Linked DNA regions of Muntiacus reevesi: region 1 is linked to region 2. A link is a contact called in public Hi-C data. All regions are on one chromosome and are shown on one strand. The core of a region is the stretch at or near the end of the contact, and the rest is flanking DNA. Distances in the headings are between cores, read along the strand shown. Region 1 holds the start of LOC136161603 (Friend virus susceptibility protein 1-like). Region 2 holds the start of KCNC3 (potassium voltage-gated channel subfamily C member 3).

The links. Hi-C and Micro-C count contacts between places; a contact is called where the count stands out from the background.
Region 1: a contact with region 2 is called in a Hi-C map of muscle, with 6 times the contacts expected there. The contact joins the promoter of LOC136161603 here to the promoter of KCNC3 in region 2. A contact is called at or near these places in 2 of 3 Hi-C or Micro-C datasets (blood and muscle).

Annotation. Positions count from the first base shown.
Region 1 is chr2:268,894,691-268,900,813 of mMunRee1.1, reverse strand. LOC136161603 (Friend virus susceptibility protein 1-like) reads left to right here and starts at 3,009. Exons shown (of 5, transcript XM_065926605.1): 1 at 3,009-3,061; 2 at 4,914-4,951. It overlaps LOC136161638 (a long non-coding RNA gene), which reads right to left and starts at 2,415. Exons shown (of 4, transcript XR_010661748.1): 1 at 2,318-2,415. It overlaps LOC136162334 (small nucleolar RNA SNORD88), which reads left to right and starts at 4,734; the gene lies at 4,734-4,824.
Region 2 is chr2:268,537,539-268,543,545 of mMunRee1.1, reverse strand. KCNC3 (potassium voltage-gated channel subfamily C member 3) reads left to right here and starts at 1,744. Exons shown (of 7, transcript XM_065926555.1): 1 at 1,744-2,631. The coding sequence starts at 1,744.

The sequences.
Region 1 (6,123 bases), core at 1,760-4,259, 360 kb before region 2:
ACCTGCCAGCCCTGCTCTCTAGCCCCCAACCCCCACCAGGAGTCTTGCCCTTTTTTCAGTCCCCTCTGAAATTCCTCCAACTCAGATTAATGATGTGTATTTTCAAATAATCTGTATTTCTCACCCAGAACGTTCGTTTAGGTCAGTACCTTGTAAGCGTTCCCTGGAAATGTCGTGCCTCCTCGGGGGCCCTCTGGGGGAGAGGGATGGGTGGGGGAGGGCCTTGGGGGAAAGAGGTGGGAGAGGTTCTTGGCATACAGATGGTGCTCAAGCAATGTCTGTTGAACAGTTGACTCTCTCCAAGCTATTTGGACTTCATTCTTCACACTTGTGACTCCCCCTAACAATTTGCTCTTCCTGGCACCCACATTTCACCTCTTGCCCTTACCCCTTACAGCTCCTGCCATCACCCCTTACTTCTCTCCACACAAGTCTATTCCTTTAACTTTAAAAAAAAAAAACTTATAGCATCCCATTCCTTTCCTATTTACTTATTTTAAAGGCTGTTACATGTAGCCAGTTTTTGCAGAGGGATTGGGGGATAAAGACAGTACAGTTGTCCCTCAGTACCTGCAGGGAATTGGTTCCAAGACTTCCTTGGATACCAAACTCTGGGGATTCTCAAGTCCCTTATATAAAATTGCAGAGTGGATTTCCCTGGTAACCCCATGGTCAAGAATCCGCCTGCCAATGCAGGGGACATGGGTTCAATCCCAGGTCCAGGAAGTTTCCACATGCCATGGGGCAACCAAGCCCGTGTACCACAATTACTGAGCCCGCACTCTAGAGCCCGAGAATCAGTTACTGAGTCTGCGCTCTAGAGCCCAAGCTCCACAACAAGAGAAGCCCCCACAATGAGAAGCCCCCGTATCACAACTAGAGAGCGGCCCCTGCTCACTGCATCTAGAGGAAGCCCACGCGCAGCAGTGAAGACCCAGCACAGCAACAGATGGGTTTTAAAATTGTAGGGTATTTGCATATAAACTATGCACATCCTCTTGTACATTTTAAATCATCTGCAGATTTACCTACAATATGTAATATAATGGAAATGCTATGGAAACAGTTGCTGAGGCACACACCAAATTTAAGTTTTGTTTTTTGGAACTTTCTGGAACTGTTTTTTTTTTCCCCAAATTTTTCCACCTGAGATTGGTTTAAATCATGTATATGGAATATGCGGACACAGAAAGCCAATTGTACCTTTTTAAAAAAAAATTTATTTATTTTAATTGGAGTCTAATTACTATACAATATTGTAGAGGTTTTTGCCATATATTGACATGAACCAGCCATGGGTGTACATGGCTGTTAGAGTTTAGTTTGTAGTGTGTGCTCATTAAGTGTTGTTACAGTAATTGTTCCCCTTGTCTAGTTAGAGTTTAGTCTGTAGTGTGTGCTCATTAAGTGTTGTTACAGTAATTGTTCCCCTTGTCTCCCATAAAAGGCTCTCCAGTGTATTCATTTTTAACAAAAAGTGAGCTGCAACTATGTGCCATGGGGTCTATTGCCAACTGGACACAAATCCTAGTCTTTAAGGAACTGACAACTTGGCAGGGAGGCAACCCCACCCCTACCCCGCAAAACCCAAAAAAATGCCCACAAGTAGATATGTTAAGAGAGAAGAGCTATGAAGGAAAAGAACAGAGGGTCAGGGAGACCAGGGTCTCCCTGAACAGAGGGTCAGGGAGTCTGGAAAGGACAGCATCTGTTATATAGAGTGTACAGGCATCGGCTCCATGCTAAGTGGACCTCTGAGCGGAAACAGGACTGAACAGAGACAGCCATGGGGATTGATTGGGGGGAAAGAGTTCCAGGCAGAGGAAACCACAGAAGCAAAGTTCCTGGGGTAGAAATGTCCTTGACAGGACCCAGGAAGACCAGCGAGGCCAATGTGCTGGTGTAGCCTGAGCAAGGACGAGAAAGGAAGGAAAGATAAGGGCTGAAAGGGAACAGAGACCAGGTCACTCTGGGCGGTGTGGGCCATAGTGAGGACTTTGCATTCCCGAGTGAGGCAGAACCAGTGAAGGAAACGTTATCACTTCTTTAACGTGCAGAATTTAGGTCTCTTCCCTTTACTTCAGACCACAGCCTCCTCTCCCAGGTGATCAGGGGAACCAGCTAAACAAAGCGTGTTCTATTCACACAAGGGAATACTTAGCTACAGCTTAAGGAATGAGGTCACTCCGTATACTGATGGAAAGAGACTAGTAAGGGAAAACGAGTTAAAAAAAAAAAAAAGCATCTTTACCCATAAGACGTGTGTGTGTGTGTGTGCGCGCGCGCGCGTGTCCATAAAATTAAAGTCCACACCAACCTGTTGACACTGTCGACTGTATGCACTAGGAGGATTGAAGTAGAGGTTTCATTTCATATGTTTAAAAAAAAAAACTTTTCCAATCATGTCAGTTGCAAGGCACTCCTCAAATCGCCAACCATACCAAGAATCCAAGTTCCCAGGCGAGCCCGGGCCTCCAGGCCCCTCCTCCCTCGACCCAGGCGGGAGGCCAGCCTTCCAGCCTCTGCTCCGCCCCGCCTACCTCTCACTGCGCAGGCTCGGCCTCTAACGCGCCACGCAGACGTTTTCCCGGAACGCCCCCTTGTCAATCTCCGCGCTGGCCCCACCTCCCACCTGCGGCTAGGACTGAGTAGGCCCCGCCCCCGCAGCCCCCGCAGCCACCACGCTCACCGCTGCCGCGCTGGCGATCCCAGCGGCTTCGCCTTCCGGCCCCGCCCACATTCGGGGAGGGGGTCCTTCTCCCCCATGGCCCGCCTCTCGTGCTGTTCACAGAATTGCCTAACTCTAATGCAGGATAACGGGCCCCAATATTTGCTTGCTCCCATTTTCTCCGCCTCCCTCACCTCATCTCCTGTTAGGAAGATTCTTATTCTTATTTACCTATTTCCCTCCCCAAGCACCAAAGTACAGATTCCGACACCGGCGTCTCTGCTGGACGCCCCGGGGCGGGGCCCACCTGGCGCCGCGGGGCGGGCCGTGCGAGCGGCGCGCGCAATAAAGCAGCGCGCGCTGGGGCTCGCACACGCGTTGCGGAGAGTGGAGGTGAGGGTTCTATTTTGGCTGGTGTTTGCCGGAGGGCACGCGTTGGGGACTCGGTCACGCGTGACGTGTGTGCCCGGGGCTGCAGCGGGGGCGGGCACGCCGTGGCGGGGACGGTGTCAGGACCTTCGTAAGCACTCAGTACCCGCGCCTCGAGGCGATCCCTGAGTGTTCCCTTCGGGGCGGCAGTGGCTCACTTGGAGAGGGTGATGGCTCCCTGGGGGCGCTCAGGGGGTGGAGGAGGAGTCCTGCTGCCGAAGCGAAGGCGGACCCCCGGGGCTGGCCCTCCTTTGCGCCGCAGTCTGGCTGCGCCGTGTCTGCTGCCCACGTTTCAGGGCTCCGCCATCTTGTCAATTTCTGGGGGGAATTTGCGGGGTGGGGGAAGGTGGGGAGGGTAGACTTATGACATAGTCTTTCTGCCTGAGGTTTTCCACTCCAGTGTTAGCTTACACGTGCTCTCCTTAGGAAATGTTCTTATGTATTCTGATTTCATGTGGCTGGCGTGTTTGTGCGATGTAGAACAGAGGCCGCGTGGGAGGTAGAGACAGGACCTCGAGGGTTGCCACGGAAGAAGTGGGAGTGGGATCTCTTAAGTGAATTACTGGGTTGTGTCAGAACCAGAGGGGAGTAGTTGTCGGACAAAGTAAATGGGGCCTTCGTTCATTTTCAGGAATCTTTCTGACACAGTCATTTAAATATCAGTTTTGTGCTTGCTCAGAACATCAGAGTTTTGTTAAGCGTTAGTTCTGGGCTAATGGAACTTTATGGATAGCGTTTTCCCGACTCCCGAGCAATACCACACCTCCTCCAAGGAGATCCAGCCCAGGAATAGCTAGCCGATTTTCTGTTTCCCCACCACAACCCAGCAAGAATCTCCTCCAACTTTGTTGCTTTTAGAAAACAGTTAATTTTATCCTAACTGTTGCCTTGTCACAAGTGGAAGGCAGTTTCTCATCCATTCATCACTCTTTTGCCATTGTCCCATATATTGCTTTTTCGTTGTTAAAATCCCCAAACATACAGAGAAATAAACGCTTAACAGGACGTTTCGCCATGTTTTCTTTTTGTGTACTTCATGTTTTGGAAATAAATTTCTTAATTCATCCAAAATAGTTAACACAGTGTCTCTAAAATAGCATTTTTTCTATTTAATGTCAGTGTTGTCATCATCCTCAATGAGACTGATTCCTTAAGGAGGCCATCTCCCATCTGCTCTGTGGTCATAGTTCCTGTCATTTCCAAAATGTCTTTCACTGTTTTGTTCAAAACTGGTTGCATTTTAAGGCTCTCTGGTGACTGCTTTTGCTGCTTGTGCTTCAGGTTTCACTTTTCCTCCTTATACACCGCCCCCCACCCCTGGACAGTTTCTTCCAAGGGATTTGCATCTTAGTGGTCACTGTTCAGGGTCAGCAGCCGGTAGAGTCAATGCTGGAAATCTGCAAAACTGGGCAAGGGAAGTAGTCAGTAGGTTCTCTCTACGTGATGGGTTTAGGACAGTCTTCTGTGGACCTGTGACACTGGGGAGGTGAGAGAGCATCTTGGTGTCACACAGGGAAGGCTGTGGGCATTTGTACCCTGTGATGGATTTGTGTTTTCCAATCTCTAGGCACTGTCAGCTTGCTTGGCTTCTGTCCCTGAAGGTGAGTGGCCCTGGGACCTGGTTGCAGAGGGACCCGGGCTCTCATGATGTCCAGCACTGGGCTCCGATTACCCCCTGAGGACACAGTGCCCCCAGGACCTTTGACACCTGGGGATCTGAGGGGCCTTGGTTTTGATGTTCTCTGAATTCCCCCCCACCCCACCCCACCCCAAGACTTTCCTCCCCCACCCTCACCAAATCCTTCCTGTGTTACAGGTGTGTCTTCAAGCTGAGAGGCCACCCACCCCACCTTGGTAAGAACCATTGCTCCCAGTACCTGACCCATCCAGGTCTAAACTATCTCACCCTCATTTGCGGTAACTTTGCATTAAACCTCTCTGGGACCTAATTTATCTGCCAGCCATAATGCAAAGCCCAACTGTTCTGTTCTTGGGCTTAGAGATGTTAGTCAAATGATTGCTCTCCTGAGCCTCAGTTTCTGTGTCTGTAGAATGGGTACAATCCACCAGGAGCAGATGGGCCCCAGTCCTCTGACTAGTTGGGTGGGGGATAGTGATGCCTCCTGCCTTCAAAGGTAAGGTTTGAATATGACAAGGAATATGGACTGCAGAAGGGGAAGATGTATAGTCTGTCCATGGTATCCATGGGGATTGATTCCAGGGCCTCACAGATGTGATGTGGAGGGCCCAGTGTAAGTTTTTGGATTTCAGGGGAAAAGGCTAATCCAAAGTCTAATTTTCAGACTCAGCAGAAAAGAAGCAGAAAGGCTAGAAGCACTATCATTGTCATATTGTAAGGTGGTGGTGGTGGAATTTGTAGACAATGTAACTTCCAGCAGAGTTTAGGCAGCTTCCCATGAATCATGCCTATGTAAACTGATACAGTTATCAAGTTTGCCCTCAATTTATACAATAGCCACTGTCAAAGGACACAGTTTATCTGGAGACTGTCTCACAAAATGTTTCAAGTTTTGGAGAATGTTTCACAATTGTTTCAGCAGCTAAATCATCAAGTAGGCATGGGTATGTGTGTTACCTGAAAAGAAACAACTGTTCCCAGTTCTAGGAGGGTTTTCCCCTCACCTCTATTCAATGAAATCTGGGCCTAAATCTGTATTCCCACTAATAAAGTTGACTTGAGATTGATGGACATAGATTACTTTCTAAATACATACTAGGTAGAACTGAAAGTGTAGTCTCTGGGAAGTTTTAGATTCTTGCTGACAAGTACCTGAGGGGGTGAGAAGCTGTGTTCTCTGAAGGGTTAGCTCAGAATGGGGTGCATCGGAGCATCTTTTTGGAAGGCCTCTTCATCCAAAGTGTTGTGGGCCGAGAGGGAATTTCTGGAAAGTGTGGAGTTGGGAGGATGCCACTTGGGCGGGATATGTGAAGGGGCTGAGAAGAGGAATCCCTAAGGGATGTGTAACATCTGTAGATTTCCGAGGCAACAGAACTGACAAGATGGG
Region 2 (6,007 bases), core at 495-2,994:
AGAGGCGGGGGGACAAATATTCAGAGAAAGAGACATTGATGAGAGACACAGAAGCCGGAGCGGGGATGGGTAAGGAGGCGATACCAACCAGCCGCCGCACCTGCCGGGGATAGTGCAGAGCGGGGAGGCCCGCAACCCCTGACCAGCCCCCTTCCCTCCCACAGGCACCGCCTCCGGCCGTCGCAGCCCCAGCCGCAGCCGCTGGCCCCGCCCCTGCCCCGCGCCTGCGCCCGAATACCCGGCGGCTAGGCCCGCCCAGGGGGCGGGGCCGGACCGCTGCTAGGCGGTCCGCCTAGTTCTGGTCCCGCCCTCCATTGGCCCCGCCCCGATCTCCCCGCCCTCTCTGCCGGACGCTCCGACACCTGACTCCGCCCAATTTCCTATCGGCCCTGCCTGTTGCCTCAGCCTAGACTGTGCTTCCCGGTGTTTTATTAGTTTCTCCTCTCCGCCTCCCTTAAGACTCTCCTCACCAGTTCTCATCCATTCCTCGGTTCCCCTGGCTGCAGTCTGCCATTATCTATACCTTGTCCCCTTTCCCTCACCGCGTTCCGCCTTTTAAGGCCCTGCTGACCCTTAGGACTCTCTCCCAGGTTATTTGGCCTCCAAGATTTTCCGGTTTAGGTTCCACCGCTCCGTCCATCCCGATAGCCTTGTACTCTTTGCAGGTCTCACATTTTCCTTAGCCATTCTCTACACTCTTAGCCTTGCCCCGCCCCCGCCTACCCTGGTTGCTTTCAAGATCCTTTATTAAAGCCCCTCTCCTCTCTTAGTCTTGCATTTCCACAGGCAATTCAAGAGGTTTACTACCATTCGTGGATCCCACCCACCTCTCTCAGTCTCTTCCCATCCACCCTGGCATTCTTTCGGTCCAGCCCCGGTTAATCGGGCCGAGTTTGCAGTTCTGACCCGGTACTTTCTTTACCTCTCCTCCTCCATTAGACCTAGTCAGAAGCTCTCAGGTTTCCAGGCCTCGCCCCATTCCGTCCCCTCTCTGCCGGGTCTTAGTTCCTGTTCCCCTTTCTCTGTTCTTTTTCAGTTCAGCCCAGTGCCACTCTTCATTTCCAGTTCCCGCCCCTCGCTCAGTCCCACCCTCTCATCCTCCCAGAATTAGGACTTTCTGATTTCTGTGGCCCTGCCTCTTCTTAAGATCCGCTCTGCCCCGTCCAAGCAATGTTAGAATCCCAACCCGGCAGTCTCCATCTGCCCCACTCCACCAGGTACTGCTTGCAGGCTCTTTAGGCCCGTCTCTATCCAAGTCGGACGGCCATCCGCCTTGTGGCCCAAGCCCTGCCTCCCCCAGTCTCGGACCGTCAGGCCCCTTTAAATAGCTTGGACAAGTCCTATTCCTCTACCCACCCCGCTCCTTTTTTTAGTTAAATCAGATCTCTTTCTCACATCTAGCCCCGCCTCCTCTGTTCTCCTAGTGCGGCCAAACCAGGCAACTTTCGCTTCCCATCCAGCCCCTTTAACACCTCGCTCGGCCCCGCCCCTTATCTCAGAAAGACCCAATCGGTGTGTCGCATGCGTGGCCCCGCCCCGTCCATCTAGGCGGTGTTGGAGTCTGGGGCCTTTTCCCAGTTTCAGCCCCGCCCTCACCCCTTCAAAAACCAATCAATTCAGTTTCTCCCTCCCTTCTGCCCCGCCCCTTTCCTCCATCACCTCCTCTCACCCAGTCACATCTGTCTCTCCCCCCGTGGCTCCGCCCCTACAACGCCCCGCCCCTGCCGCTCCGCCCCCCATCCAATGCTGAGCTCAGTCTGCGTCTCGTCCTTCCGCGGGCGCCAGGCGGCTAGCAAACAGCAGCCGGCGCCGCCGCCGCAGCCGTCCGAGTCCCCGCCACCGCTGCCCTCGCCGCCGCCGCCACCGCCGTTGCTGCAAGAGCAGCAACCTGCGCAGCCCGGCCCCGCCGCGTCCCCGGCGGGCCCCCCGGCACCCCGCGGGCCCGGGGGCCGGCGCGCCGAGCCATGCCCCGGGCTGCCGGCGGCGGCCATGGGGCGGCACGGCGGCGGCGGTGGCGACAGTGGCAAGATCGTGATCAACGTGGGCGGCGTGCGCCATGAGACGTACCGCTCGACGCTGCGCACCCTGCCGGGGACGCGGCTGGCCGGCCTGACGGAGCCCGAGGCGGCGGCGCGTTTCGACTACGACCCGGGCGCCGATGAGTTCTTCTTTGACCGGCATCCGGGTGTCTTCGCTTACGTGCTCAACTACTACCGTACGGGCAAGCTGCACTGCCCGGCCGACGTGTGCGGGCCGCTCTTCGAGGAGGAGCTCGGCTTTTGGGGCATCGACGAGACCGACGTGGAGGCCTGCTGCTGGATGACCTACCGGCAGCACCGGGACGCCGAGGAAGCGCTCGACTCCTTCGAGGCACCCGACCCTTCGGGCGCCGCGAACGCTGCCAACGCCGCGGGCGCCCACGACGCGGGTCTGGACGACGAGGCGGGCGCGGGCGGCGGCGGCCTGGACGGCGCCGGCGGCGAACTCAAGCGCCTCTGCTTCCAGGACGCGGGCGGCGGCGCCGGGGGCCCGCCAGGGGGCGCGGGCGGCGCGGGCGGCACGTGGTGGCGCCGCTGGCAGCCCCGGGTGTGGGCGCTCTTCGAGGATCCCTACTCGTCGCGGGCCGCCAGGGTGAGCGCTTTCTCAGAGCCCCCATTCCCCTCCCCTCTCCGGGAGCTCCCAGACCCTCAGGGAGCTCCCCATCCTCGCCCTCAGCCCCTGGCCCCTCTCAGACCCTCCTGATCTCTTAGCCTCCCAGTTTCTTAGAAGCCTCTTACCCCATTCCTGGGTCTCCCGTACCCCTCTGAACACATCCCCCTCTCCTAGCCATCCCCAGATTCTCAGAAGATGTTTCTCCAGCTTTCAGAACCCTCCAGACTTGTTTCAACCCCACCCTGCTTCTCTAGTCCATCCTAGACGCTTAGAAACTTCTTCTCTGATGGGCCAATCTCCTAAACAACTTCCCTGAACAGCCCCACCCCCTCCTTTCCTGGACCCCGATAGAGAGCTTTCAGAAGGTCTTTCCTCAACCCTCAGAGTCTTCCCAGACTCTTTTCATCTCTTCTCACCTCTGAGACTCTCAGCAGACTCTCCCCCCAGCCTTCAGTTTCTTGGACCTCCCTAAATCTTCAGAAGACATCGCTTTCTAACCCTCAAAGTGTCCCAGGGCTTGTGAACACTGTCTCTATCCCCTGCAGACCCCGTGAAGCCCGCTCTTCAGTTCTCCAGCCTTCAGTCCTGCAGGCTATCCCAGCACCTCTCTCTCCCTCTGCCCGTCTCCGAATCCCCTGCCTCTCTCCAAGTTTGCGTCTCCTGGGTTATCTTTGAGCCCCTCTGCTTCTTCTGCCCTTTAAGTCTCATAATAGTTTCCACCCCACTCTCAGAGTGCCCCGAACCCCTCTGAACCTCCAAACCACTTGCTCCTGCTAGGACACTCCCCCCCTCACCCCCACTGCAACACTGAGTCTTGGGACATCTTCTCTCCTGGAACCCCGCTGCCCCCTCTGTGTTTCACATCCCTTCTTGCATCCTTCACACCAACTCCTCTCCTGAGGATTTCTCAGTACAGCTCCAGACTTCCCCCAAGGCTTTCACACTCCTCCTCAATGTCTCCAGAAGAGTCCCGTGCCCCCAGAATGTCTTTCTTCTCCAGAACTTCCCATATGCCCTCTAGAATCGCTTCTGCCTCATCCACAGATTCTCCCAGCTTCTCCGTTCCATTGTTTAAACTGCATAGCCCACTCTATCTCTGGGACAGCCCCACCCCTACCCCCATCCTCAGCCTCCCAGCCTTTTTCCTAGTCAGTAAATGACTTTCCTCCCTGCTCCATAACTTTTACCTAACCTCAATCCTTGGGACCCTCAGGTTATCAGACCCAAAACTTCCTTCTCAGAATAGCTCCCAGTTCTTTCTTGGTTTCTTTCCACCTGTCCCCGCATCCCCGGCTCCAATCCCAGCTCGCTTCATCTTTCTCAGAACCCCCGCCCCCCACTACCCAGTCTGAAGCCTAGAACTGGGCTCCTCAGCCCGTCCTGACCCCCCTCCCTGCAAAGTGAACCAAAGAACCCACACTCCAGCCTTATCCTGTCTCCCGCCTTGTTGCCCTCAAAATTCTAGACTTCCTCCAAAGATCTCTTCATCTCCCACCTAAAAATCTTTCCTCAAAAATCTGTAACTTCTTTGGCTAAATAGCTACCCTCCCCCCTAGTTCTCACTTGAACCTCTTCCTCCTCCTAACTTCCTCCCTGTGTTGATAGAGAGAGGACAGTTCAAGATAGGGGGAATTAGAGAAAGGAGGGAAAGAGGAGAGACTCCAGCCCCCCTCCGAGCCTCCTGGGGACCCAAACACCCGGAGGAGCCGTCCGGCACCCTCCCCCCACCGTGCCGCGTCCTGGGCCGGGAAGGACGCGGAGCCGCAGTGCCGCATTCGCGCCGGGGGAGGGACTGAGAGGGAGGGGGCCCGGAGGCACCGCATAAAGTTTGGTCCCCAGGAAGCGCTGAGTTGGCAGGATTTGGGTTTGGGGTGGGGGGAGGTGGGGGAGAAGAGGTGCGGAAGGGAAGTGGCCCTAGATGCCCCGTCAGGAGAGTCACCCTCCCTCCATGGCCTGGGGCGCCCTACCCTCTTGTGACCCCATTGAAGGGTCCTGAGGTGAAGCTAGGGGTTCAGGACAGCTCCGGAGGACATTTGTTTACTTTACAGCTGTGTTTTGCGTGTCCGTGTAGCACTTTCTAGCCTTCAAGGGAAAGTCTGAGAGTCGAGAGCTGAAGCCAGCAAAGTGGAGGACCCGGTTTCCTCCCGCCTCGCTCCCCTCTCCGTAATCTCCCTACCTTCTTACAGGGACTCCATGCCCTCCTACCCCATCTGCTTTTGAACCATCTCGGGACAAGGGGGTAAACCAGTCTTGACTCTGTCCAGCTGCGCACTGCGGCGGGTGCCGGCCTTTCTTTCTGTGTCCCGGGAGGGAAGGAGTTACTCAAGCTCCTGGCCTGTGGCCTCCCTCTGTGAAGCGGCACCGCGGCTGCGCACCGCCTGCTCCGCTCCGGCCCGGTAGGGGTTAAGACTGCTCCCAGTCCCTGCGGCTGCGCACTGCGGCGGGGGAGCTGTCCGTGGTGCTGGCCATCGCGCGCCCCGCCCCCGAGCCGGCCGGCCCGCCCCCACTGCGGTGCCGCAGCCTGCGCGGTGCACCGGGTTCCGAGTGGGGTGCGGGGGGAGCACCGGGCATGCGCTCTGCGCCGGCCTCTGGCCTCTTAAACCACTGCGGAGAAACGAAGAGGGGGTGGGGCAGAGGGCCAGCTCTGACCCTCCCTCCCCCCAGGCTACCCCAAGGTCTAGGGTCATCTCTGCAGCCCACTGCTGGCTCTTCTCTCTTCTCTGCAGCCCAGCCCCTCTCTCTCGTCTACCCATCTGATTAAAGCTCCCTCTGCCTCAACGCCCATCCCCTTCTCTCAGGACTAACCCTACTGCTTTGACCTCCCTTCTACATATTTGATAAAGCCAACTACCATTCCTAGAGGCCTTCAAGATCTTGACCCTGCCTTCAGTCCTCAAGGCCTTCATCAAAACCCACACCATTGAGCGCTCGGGACACAGATCCCGAGCCCCATCTTGATGCCCCATCTTGAAATCACCCAGGCACCCCATACCTCAGGTCATACCTCTGACCAGTCCCCTCACCTCTCCTTGGACCTAGCCCTGTCCTCTCCCCTTCCTCTATGCCCAAGCCCTGGACATTCCCTTCCTTTCCAGAGCCTTAAACCCCACCCCTATCATCCCTTTTTTTCAGTCTTGACCCTTCACTTCCCTCTTTGTACAGAGCCCTGACACCGCTCCTCTCATCTGTGGGCCCACCCCTTCGCTGTTCTCTCTGGGTGAGGGGCTCACCCAACCTTCTCTGTTTTCTTGGACCCGGTCATTAGCATCATGGTCCTTAAATATTGATACCTGAGGTCTCAACCTTGGCCCCCCTTTAACTGATGCCCTTATACCCTAACAAAAGCTCAAGCACT